Regions from separate parts of the Mus musculus genome. Here regions 2 and 3 are each linked to region 1. Evidence: chromatin contacts called from public promoter capture Hi-C data. All regions are on one chromosome and are shown on one strand. The core of a region is the stretch at or near the end of the contact, and the rest is flanking DNA. Distances in the headings are between cores, read along the strand shown.

Region 1 (3,826 bases), core at 286-2,785:
ACTGTGAGCCGTCTGGTGTGGGGGATGGGAACTGAACCCTTGTCTTCTCAAAGAGGAGCAAGTGCTCTTAACCACTGAGCCACTTATCCAGACCCATATTGTGATTTTTTGTTTGTTTGTTTGTTTTGGTTTTTCGAGACAGGGTTTCTCTGTATAGCCCTGGGTATCCTGGAACTCACTTTGTAGACCAGGCTGGCCTCGAACTCAGAGATCCACCTGCCTCTGCCTCCCGAGTGCTAGGATTAAAGGCGTGCGCCACCACGCCCGGCCATATTGTGGTTTTAAAGGCATCATGAATCAACAAAATACCCCCATATTCTAGTGTTCTGGGAGAGCTCTGTGGAGATTTTTCCATAGAAGGTGAAATGCTATTACTGATACCAAATACAGTCTGGGTCTCCAACCTTCCACAATTTGTATAGTGAAGAGGGTGTGTGTGTGGGGGGGGGCGGGGGGCAGATTATATCTTTAGGTTCCACAGTTTAAAAGGCTAAAGGCTGCCTGAGTCTAAAAGCCAAGAGAAAGACCCCACGTAAAACAAAAGGACCCAGGAGTCACACACCACCTTGCTTGGCTTGGATTCCCCCCGTCCTTTTTAAACACAGAGAGTTGGAGCCTAAGGCATCCTGCTATCTCATTCTAATTAGCAGCCTGAGCGTATCCACGCAGACGGGGAATGAGGAGCGCATTTAGGCAGTGCTGACATGCGTGAGTCACTTAGGCGGGCTAGGCAGAGATTTATGGATCCATTAGTCGTGCAGACCTGATGTATTGTTTTATTTGTTCTCCTTAAAGAGAGATGTAAACCCCCCACCTCCCCCCCCATCTCCCCCCCCCAACTAATACTCAAAATCATTAAGCTCAAAATACCATGAATTCTTCGCAAACTTGCAAAAGCTCTATTATTTAAGTTATCCAAATTAAAACAAGCCTAAAGGCTACCTACCACCACCCATTACATTTTTCTAAGCATGAATTACGTAACCAGACTAATGTGTTTTCTTACAATCTCTCACTCCATACTCAGAAAACATCAAAAGCACCAAGAGCCACCGTAACTATGAGAGAAACTGCAGCCCAGACACAGGTGATCTACATCCAGAGGGTTTTTCTTCAAGCTTTGTAGTGACTCTTTGTCTTGAAATGGACTTTGGCAGGATCCAAAAGTCGGCAAGCATACTATGCCACACAGTGGTGAAGAGACTTGAGCTCTAGCACCTGGAGCCCAGATGGTGCTGGGAAGCTTGTAGCCCCAAGGCAACGCCTGTTAAGTGTTAAGAATGTAACATTTCCAGCTTGCAGCTAGACCACGATGCCTGGCAAGTGTTAAAATGTAACACTTCCCAATAAATTCCAGTCATTCAAAGCCAAACTCACCTGTCCTTTTGAGAAAGGCGCTCCGATAATCTCTAAGGACTTTGGCTTGGAGCTCATGCTCTCTCTGGGTTCCAGCGGCTGCTGCTGCTGCATGTGCTCGGGCTGTCCAGCTCCTCTCCACCGGCCGTAACCCTAAAAGACAGAGGGCACATCTTTTTCCCCCCTTATAATCAGGTTGGATCTGTTTATCCAACAACTGGCTCCGCCCACCGAATGGAAGAATGACAGAGTCAACAGAACCTCCCCATCAGAGGAACTACCATTCTTCCCTCTGAGCATTATTCATCCGTCCAGTTCACACCCTTTTGAAAAAGCCAGCTGGATGACATTAATCTCTCCTCAGACAATTGACAATTATGTGTGATTTCATAACCTCATGTGAAGTGCTAGGCTTCCGGCCTGGGCACCTCAGGGCAGGGTGCTCACCTTTTCCAGGATTTAAGTCCACTGGGGACTTGCAAGGTGAGGCTAAAACAGCAAGTGGGGGGGGGGGGTGAGGGGGTGGGGGGGGTGTCTCTTACTTCCCTCCTGTTGAGCATCCTGAGTCAAGGCTTCAAGTTCTGGGGAAAGTGAGACACATTTCATGTGTCACCAGGTTACACTGTCTAGGAAAGCATGGGGCTGGTTTTTGTTTTATATTGTTGTTGTTGTTATTATTATTATTATTTACAGGAAGGCATCATTTATTTCCCTGACAACCCAAAGCAGTTCTATTTTTGAAATACAGTCTCCAGGAAAATCTCATTTTTGGAATCATGATATCCCAAGATAGGGAAAGCAAACTAGCTAATATGAGTTGTCTTTGTCGTGTGCCAAGTGCTATTCTAGTTAATGTTCTTTCGCTTCCTGTTTCCTCTTTAAACTAACTTCAGACTGAGAATCATTCTTATGCTGTTTTGCCCAGGAAGAGACTGCAGCTTGGTGAGGTTGCTAGTCACATACAGGTTGCAGAAGAATCGAAACGGAGCAATGGGCATTCTGCACCCGCCGAGCTGCCGCGATTCTAATCTACACACCAGCAGAGTGTCAGCAGGGCCCCCTGAGATCTAGGGCAGATGAGAGAGGCCAGCCGGTAACACCAAGCCCGATGACCCGAGTTTGACCCGAAGAACCCATTTGGTGCAAGGAAAGAGTCAACTCCTCCAAGTTGATCTCTGACCTCCACGTGGGTGATGTGGTCCGGTCCCTGTGTAAAGCCACCCCCAACACTAAAGAAATATTTTTAAAAGTATTAATTTAGAAGAAACACAACCAAGTATTCTCCCAGTTACAAAGTTACATGATTATAATTTTAAAAAGAAAACCCACATGTCAGAAGTAAATTTCTTTAACCTTGTGAGGACAAAAAGCACCCAGAATTTTAATACCTCAAGAAAGATTCTGTTCCCTCTACCATCAGTACATAGAATCGTTCAGTACAAAATAAACATTGACTTATTGATTGAATAAATGTATTGCATTTATTGAATGAATAAATCAAGAAGCCAAAGTCCCTCAGGACCATTTTGATACCTCCTTTTCAAATATATTTTTCATCTTACTATGTTTTTCTGATATACGGTTATAGATTTTTTTAAAAAATTGATTTATGTAAGATAGAATTTTCCTATATATTTGAAGCTAGCTAGGAATTTAAGTTTTACCTGCTCCCAGATCCCAAATGTGCACCTCTACATTTTTGTTTGCTTTTTGGAGACATGTTTTCTTTGTGTGGCTCTGGCTACCCTAGAACTAGCCCTATAGACCAGGCTAACCTTGAACTCACAGATAGCAATCTGTCACTGCCTCCTGAGTGCTGGGATTAAAGGTGTGTGATACCACCACCTGTCAATACCTCTACATTTTCTTCTATTTAATTTAAACTTTCTCTTTCTTTGGGCCTCTTGGTGCTGGCCCACAAATTCCAGCTATTTGAGAGGATGAGGCAGGGGGATTATAGGTTCAACACCTGCTGGGGTTATAGGGTTAGTTCAAAGGTCAACACAGAACCTGCCCCAAAGGTAAAAAGAAAAGAAGAAAAATGCCATTCAGGGGTAGATTGTTTTCCTGCCTGAAAGATGCTGGGCTTAAGTCTTGGATGCATGAAGAATTTGCTATTCACAGTGATTGCTGACTGTTGCGTCCATTTTTTTTTTTTTGTATTTTGTTTAAATCCTCCATTTCCCCTTTGTCTCTCCCAGTTTCCCCACCAGCACCAAATGGACAGACTCCCCACGTTACCACTGAGCTATCTCCATCAGATGCCAAGTTGCTGTTATAAACGATATGCTGCTCCATCTTCCAGTTTCCTCTATGCCCTGGGCTCATCACCTGTGGCTGCACCAATCCATGCAGCCTCATTGGTAGGGCTTCCGGAGGACGTTAGAGCTTCAGGAAAGGAACTGGTGCTCCTCTTTTTCAAAATCGCTTGACCTTACATTTACTTCTGTCGGGGTCTCGCAAATGTAGA
Region 2 (3,746 bases), core at 47-2,546, 260 kb after region 1:
ACCTGGGTCCCTGTGAAAGCCACTCAGCCTTCCTCTGCCCCACTCTTTACACAGTACAGATAACAGCAGCTCTGCAGTGCAGGGCGATTATGAAAATAAAGATTTTTTTTTTTAAAGGCAGCAACTGAATAGTAAGCACTTTCATTTTTTTTCTGTCGTTTTAAAAGATTTTTATTTTTAATTGTGTGCATATGTGAGGGGGCAGGGTGTATTGAATGCAAGTGCCTGCAGAGCCAAGAAGAGAGTTTGGGATTCACATGAGCTGACATACAGACAATTGTCGGCTCTCCAACCTGAGTGCTAGAAACTGAACTCTGGTCCTGCACAAGAGCAGCACGCCGTCTTAACCAGTACACGGAGCCATCACTATTTCTTAAATGCTCTTTAAAAGTTGTCTTAAAAGGTATGGAAATAATTGCAAACAAGAAGTTTCTAGTGCATGGACAGGTAGTGTAGCAGTGAGTGTAGCTGCTTCTAGCAATGCTCTGTATTGTTCTGTGCAGCTTAAAGTACACTCCTTTACAATTGAAGAATGTCCCATTGTGGTTTAGAGAAGTACTGTAAATTAATTCATCTTGCAAAAGGTGTCCAGCAGACGTATAAACAAACTGCATCAGGAATAGCAGGGTACAGATGGCTTTCAGTGTCTAGATGCACTAAACTCAAACATGCGGCATCGTAAGAATAAGCCCATCAGGTTCGGTTTGCATGCAACTCCCCAAAGAGCATGCCTACTACTACAAGACCGGTGTCATGCATTCATGATAAATGCCACAGCCATTCAATCAGAGTCACCCCAGCTTTCTCTCATCTTCTTGGCAATCGCTACACACCTTCCATCACAAGGCTTCCTGACAGCTAGTCACGCCTTTCTACTAAATTCCCAAAAGATCTGATATCGTTATTAGCATAAAAACACAGTGGTAGAGTTAACCTAGAAATAAAAGAAAAAATCAGGACCAATAAAAAGAAAATTTTAATAAACAAGTAAAGACCAGGGAAGAGCCCAGGTCATAGAGGGGTGGATCAGGGAGCCATGGGATTCCTCGTGTCCTCAAACTCAGAGGAAAGCAGCAGTATAGTGATTATGCCAGGAGCCCAAAGAGCATTCAGGATCAGGCTCGCTCATAGCTGCACAGGGCTTGAGGTCACATCCCTCCCAATCTCCTTCCATACCTTCCTCCCACCCTTTCACTAAGCAAACAAGATTATTAGGCTCACTCCACTTCTACCTGTGTGTTCTGGCTCCCCTCCCTTTCTACAGAGCTCCTACAGAGCTGTTAAAAACTTCCCCTAGGTTACCCTGTGGGCCATAGCAGCACCGCTCAATAGCTCTCCAGGAGCCCTGTAGGAGAGGGCAGCAATGGCACACTGGCCATTCAGGTGCAGCTCCTGATCTTCTATGTGGGAAGGAGAGAAGAACTCTTTGTTTCCCAGAGCTGAGGGAAGTCCCACCTCCATAAACCAGTGAGGCCAGTAAGCGTGAGAACAGAGAAGCCGCTGGGAGCCACAGTCAACACCAAGCAAAAGCTGAGAAGGCAACGGTTGGGGATATGGCCACTCACCATAAGTAAGTGGTTAGTGGTTAGTGGTTAGTGGTTAGTGGTTAGTGGTTAGTGGTTAGTGGTAAGTGGGTGCCACGCAAGCACATGGAGCCTAGTTCAACCCCCAGAACCCACACAAAAGTGCCGAGGAAGCTGCACACATTCATGACCTCAGCACTGAAGACACAGAAACAGGCAAGACTCCTGCGGCGGCTAGGTGGCCATTCAATCTTGCCACACTGAATGAGCCCCAAGATAGGAACCCTGTCTTAAAAAGAAAAAAAAAAAAGCCATCACACATACACATGGACACACATGAGCACACAAATGGACACACGTGTGTGCACATGACTGAACGTAGGGAGAGGTAGAGTGCCGACAATGTTCAGGCAGGCTGTCTTGTTTGTGCTCATCAGCCAATGAGTCTTCTCATAGATCTTCCATTTTCAGTAAGACGCTGTCTTGATATGTTAGCTCCTCATTGTCCCTCCTGTTTTTACTCTAACTGGTTCCCAGGCACCTCCCAGAATTCCTCAGACTTTTAGCTATTTTAGCCAATGCTGCCTTAGGTCCTGCCATGAGCCTTCAGTTCCTTTAGCCCTGACAAAGGGCAGTCTATTGTTCTCAGTGCTGATCTGCACTGGCCATAGGCCTAAGTACCCACCCGCTCACTAGCTGGTCCCCACAGCAGGGGCTAGTAGCTGTATCCTTAATACAAAATACAGGGACTAGTTTAAGGGCTATCCACCATTCCCTCCAAACAGCATAAACAAGACTATAGAGTGTGCATAAGGCATTTAAAAATAGTACTTACGAATCTATGACAAACTAGCTTTTAAGTAATTTGTTCTCTTCATGAAGGGGAAGAAAGATGACCAGCGGAGATAGCCAATGAGGGGGAAATGGGGTGAATATGAACAACAGATATACACACATACACCAGTGCTGTAACTAAACCCACAATTCAGTCCGTTAACTAAAAAATAAGTAACAATCTGTGCATCTTAAGTGTAGTCTCCCCTCCCCCAGCCTAAAACCTGCTTGCTCATGGGTGGAGCTTCCCGCTCAATCGTTCTGCCACGCCCACTGCTGGAACCTGCCGCTTTGCTGTTTGGTGCCATCACGTGATCACCCTGCTACTGGACCCCAAGATTATTTGGCGGGAATTGGGCCCCTCCCCCTTCCTTTATAACTGAGTGCCGAAATAGTAAAAATTAAACCTTGAGCAGAGAGCTTTGTCTTGGTTCCTTCCTTATCTCGCACAGCCCAGCCCCTCTTCTCTTGGTTTCCAAAATGCCTTTCCAGGCTAGAACCCAGGTTGTGATCTACTGGCCAGACATAACACTCAAGTTTGTTAAATATATGTAAATTAGGCTTTTCCTTAGAAACATTAACTAATTTGAATTTCCATATATCATGCCTATTTTGAAACAGTCACATTTTTATAGACTTTGAAATGTTTTTATTCAAACTACAAATTTTACAATTTTCTTAAAAAGCTCACATCATTGTTTAATATGATTAGTACTTTAGTCTCCAAAGAAATAAGAACTACAAATGAGCATAAACTAAATGTTCATCTTAGAGCAAAGAAAACCATAGATGTTATTAAAGCATAGACAACAAGTATGGGTCTGTTATGAAGCTGTGGTGTCTCAGCTTCAACCCTACCCCTCCTCATTAAGATTGGTGATACAAAGGCTGAGGCTCACAAATTTATCCGTTGGCCAGATGCACCTGTTAGGTTCTCCCAGGAGGACAGCTAGAGATTAAATGAAATTTTCACTAAGGGGACAGAGCAATTTGGTCACTGTCCCCACCTCCGCTGCACCAGCCACCTGCCTCTGCTTCCTACTGCTCCACACTGCCCCTCAGTGCCCCCCAATACCTCCCCCACTGCCACCATTGCCCCTCACTGCTCCTTGCTGTCCCCCACTGCTCCTCACTGCTCCCCAACACCTTCTACTGCTCCCCTACCATCCCCTTCTGCCCCTTGATGCCCCCCACTGCCCCTCACTGCTCCTTGCTGTCCATCACTGCTCCCCACTGACTTCTACTGTCCCCCCACAACCCCCTTCTGCCCCTTGCTGCCCCCACTGCCCCTCACTGCTCCTTGCTGTCCCTCACTGCTCCTCACTGCTCCCCACTGACTTCTACTGTCCCCCCACAACCCCCTTCTGCCCCTTGCTGCCCCCCACTGCC
Region 3 (3,483 bases), core at 242-2,741, 430 kb after region 1:
AGTTAATGATACTGTGGGGAGGTGGGAACTTTTGCATGTGAGACCTAGTTGGAGGAGGTTAGGTCACTGGGTATATGTCAGTGGAAGGTATATTAGGACCTCAGTCTCTCAATTCTTGCTTCTCAGATTCCATGAGGTAGTTTGCTCAATGTGGTCCCTGCCGTGATACCTTGCCACCCATTCAAAGTAAAGGACTGGGTGACCAAGGACAGAAGCCTATGGCGCCATGAGGAAATCTCTTCAAAGTTATCTGTTTCAGGCATTTCCTCATAGCAACAGAAAAGCAACACCAATTATTCCAAGCCTTCTTTATGCTAGAAATGTATGTAATCAGGATTCCAGTATTCATTAAACAGCTTATCAAACTCTCCTTGTGTTCTTAGCGTCTGGGACTGAAGTCAACTAAGTCAACTCAAGTTCCTGACACACAACAAATGCTATTATAGCAATAATTTTATTATTTACAAGGATGATTCTAGCAAGTAATTTATTTCCCCAACTCTTTTCTTTTTGATGTAGGTACCCTTTTCATAGCGAGGAACCAGCTGATAAAACACCTGCATGTGTGCCATTACCTGGGAAGTATCCACACGCAAGGCATTGCTACTGATGGTTAATTTGATCTTGCTAATTTTACAATGTTTAGGAAGGAAATTGGCAGAGGTGAATCATTAAAGATTTTATTAGAGGTGGGAGGAAGCAAATGACTAGAAGAACACAGGGTGGGGTTGAAGATGCTGGAGGCAGTGGGCTGCCACTCTGACAGCTTGACATGCAATGCTCAGAAAAGATGAAATAAGTAGAAGAGATTGAGGTCTAATTGTACTAATGTGTAAAACTTACCACTATCTATCTATCTATCTATATCATTCATATATATAATATATACATATCACGTGTGTGTATTTTTTTATTTTAATTTTTTGTCACTGCCTTATCCCCATTATACTTTGCAAGCTAGGTTCTCAATTCTCTGCCGGGAGATATCCTGACTAGTAAGGCTGAGCATCAAAGCGCCTCTCCTCCACAGGGTTTACCCAATCTCTCCTGCCTCTCCCACAGGAAGAATAAATGGATTCTTTTCAAGCCTATCCTGTGAAAGCACTTCTTTCACTGCAGACTGAGGGGGGACCCGGCTTTCCTTATTCGGTTTCCTGGACCTGCTCTACCGTCTACCACGAAAAAGGCATCCAGTGAAGGTTTGGTTAGTGAAAGCACTCCGAAGAAAGAACTTTTCGAAGTTGAGAGGGCATTTAAGGCCAAGATACTCAGAAAGAACGCCTCGCACACGTGCACTGGCTGTCATTATCTCCAGGGTCGCTCCGAGGGCGAAACGCACCCCTGCGGCGGGGCACTGGGCCCGAGAGCCGCGCGAACCCCTCGGGAAGGCCCCCCTCCCACGCCAGCAGGCGCCGGGGGCGTGGCTTTGGCCGTGGGGCGTGGCCTGCCCGCGGGGGTTTCCGCGCCCGGGGCGTGCCGGGCGGGGGACGAGGGCGGGGCTTCCGCCAGGAGGGGGCGGGGCTTGCGCGGAGAGTTCTCTGACGGCCCCAGTCAGGGAATTTCAATTTGAAACCCAGAGGAGGGTGGAGGCGGCGGGTGCGGAGGGCCGGCGGCGTCCGAGGCTGGAACGGGACGCGTTCCCGGGGCGAGCAAGCTCGAGAGGGGCGGTGTCCGGGTAAGGAGGCGAGCGGGCTGCGGAGTGGCGGGCGGGGTCCTGACACGCTGCAGGCGGGAAGCGGACCCCGGCAGGAAGCCCGGACGGCCATCCCGGGCGGGGGAGGGGGCGGCCGCGGGCCCGTCTCTCTCCTTCCCGGGCGGGGACCGCGGCGGCGTCCCCGGGCTCTCGCGCCCCGGCCCTGCCGAGGCGTGCGGCTCCATCCTGGGTGCCGGGGGCTCGCCGCGCCCTCTCTCCCGAGGGTCGCCAGACGCGGGCCCGCGGCGCGCGTGGGCTCTGCGGGAGTCGGGGAGGGAGCGCGCCCCGCCAGCCACCCAGCCCCACGCGCGCCGCAGGTCGGGCCAACGCGGGCGACCCTCTGTCCCCGCCGCCCACTGTGCGGTCTGGAGCTGAGGACAGACACCCTCGCACGTTTTCTGCGGCGAGCCTTCCAGCTCGGACACCAGGCCATCCGCCCCCGATGGCTTCTTTTTCTCGGCGCTGGCAGCTGAGGGGTGGGAGCAGTTTAGGTGAGCTGCAGGTCAGGGGCTACGAGGAGGAAATAACCGAGTCGGTGGCGTTGAGGTTGGCATCTCGGGATCCCCCATCCTCAACCCCAGACGTCTGCGGTGGACGTTAGTCATTAAATGTCCCCAGACGCCAGCCTCAGGCGGGGCCAAGTTTTATTTATTTATTTGGGGTGAAGTTAGAAGAGCGCCCTCTTCCCCCGGTGTCTTATTTTGGGGAGTGGTCTCCGTGGAGCTTCCTTACAAAATGAGGAAGCCCTTCAGAAAATCTGTCACCTGAACAGCTGTCCCTGATTTTTAAGGTTCCTGGGAGAGTGGTAGGCACGGTGGCATCTAGGGGAGTTGTACTTACATTTCCTCCTTTGGGAATCAAGATTCTCTCTGTTTCTTGAACTTTGTTGCATGTGAAATGTGGGGTGTGCAGGGCAGTATGTTCTTGTTTCTGTGATTAGCTACAAAACAAAACAAAAACGGTCTCAGTTTTCTCCACTCATTTTTCTTCAGTCCTTCCTGTCTGTCTTTCTTCTTTTCTTTTCTTTTCTTCTCTCTCTCTCTCTCTCTCTCTCTCTCTTTCTTTCTTTCTTTCTTTCTTTCTTTCTTTCTTTCTTTCTTTCTTTCTTTCTTTCTTTCTGGGAGTTCATTATCTCTGTATTCTTCATTGCCTTATCACGCTGCATTAGCAACATTTTAGTCTACCCTGTCAGACATTCCCGTGGATTTGAGGAAAACTCGATCCGTTTCTTGGCTGTGGGAGATGAAGTTTAGAAGTTGCAGTGCTTGTACAGGTTTTCCTGTGCTATTCAGTTTGTTTGCAGGCTCCTGCTGTGAGAAATCTGGTTTGTCTTGCAGCCCCTGGTGGGCTGCCTTGCAATGTTATCCTGGATCTTGGTAGGCACCAGCAGCCCCCTCAGGTTGCTAGTTTGACATAACTTTGAGAGAGAGAAAGGCTATGTCACCTGTTAGGGCTAGGGCGATCATTTCAATAATTTGGTTTGAGAGCCACCATCAAACCTCAGAGGTCTTTGTACCCTTTGGAGAGCTGGAGGAGTTGAAGTAGTGGTGTGAAGTTTGCCCAGTTTAATCCTATTCTGTGTTCTCCACTTCTGAGGCAGAATTCCCATTGAAGTCAGCAGTGGTCTTGCTTGCAAACTGCCTATTGAGAACAAGAGGCTGCTCATTAACAGGAGAGGACGGTCCCCTCTCCTTTAAAACAATCCCCTGTAAGAAGGATCTAGTCCTAACAGTTCTTCACTCATTTACCTCTAGTAGAAGTAGGACACTGTGTGCAAGAAAAAAAAAAAG

Evidence for each region. Promoter capture Hi-C pulls out the DNA fragments that hold promoters and counts their contacts.
Region 2: a contact with region 1 is called in a promoter capture Hi-C map of embryonic stem cells, with 16 read pairs. The contact joins the enhancer-like site here to the promoter of Arg1 in region 1. A contact is called at or near these places in 13 of 39 promoter capture datasets (the 3T3-L1 cell line, 3T3-L1-derived adipocytes, the C10 cell line and 6 more), 5 of 115 datasets of contacts at active chromatin or transcription factors (craniofacial prominence, embryonic basal ganglia, embryonic limb bud and 2 more) and 4 of 9 other capture datasets (adipose tissue, embryonic stem cells, liver and 1 more).
Region 3: a promoter capture Hi-C map of hematopoietic stem and progenitor cells shows a contact between it and region 1. The contact joins the promoter of Epb41l2 here to the promoter of Arg1 in region 1. A contact is called at or near these places in 5 of 39 promoter capture datasets (the 3T3-L1 cell line, cranial neural crest, hematopoietic stem and progenitor cells and 2 more) and 2 of 115 datasets of contacts at active chromatin or transcription factors (bone marrow-derived macrophages and microglia).

The regions. Positions count from the first base shown.
Region 1 is chr10:24,925,935-24,929,760 of GRCm38.p6, forward strand. It overlaps Arg1 (arginase, liver), which reads right to left and starts at 1,536. Exons shown (of 8, transcript NM_007482.3): 1 at 1,378-1,536. The coding sequence starts at 1,434. It overlaps Gm40616 (a long non-coding RNA gene), which reads left to right. Exons shown (of 4, transcript XR_001779741.2): 3 at 1,028-1,839; 4 at 3,558-3,826.
Region 2 is chr10:25,183,810-25,187,555 of GRCm38.p6, forward strand. All of the region lies in intron 7 of Akap7 (A kinase (PRKA) anchor protein 7), which reads right to left. Among named protein-coding and RNA genes, the nearest start is that of Gm36313, 32 kb to the left of the region's middle. Within about 2 kb of position 1,297, at least 19 of the 459 cell types and tissues checked have an H3K27ac peak or open chromatin away from gene starts, as enhancers often do. A contact at or near this core is called in embryonic stem cells, where this site is marked.
Region 3 is chr10:25,358,307-25,361,789 of GRCm38.p6, forward strand. Epb41l2 (erythrocyte membrane protein band 4.1 like 2) reads left to right here and starts at 1,492. Exons shown (of 20, transcript NM_001199265.1): 1 at 1,492-1,675.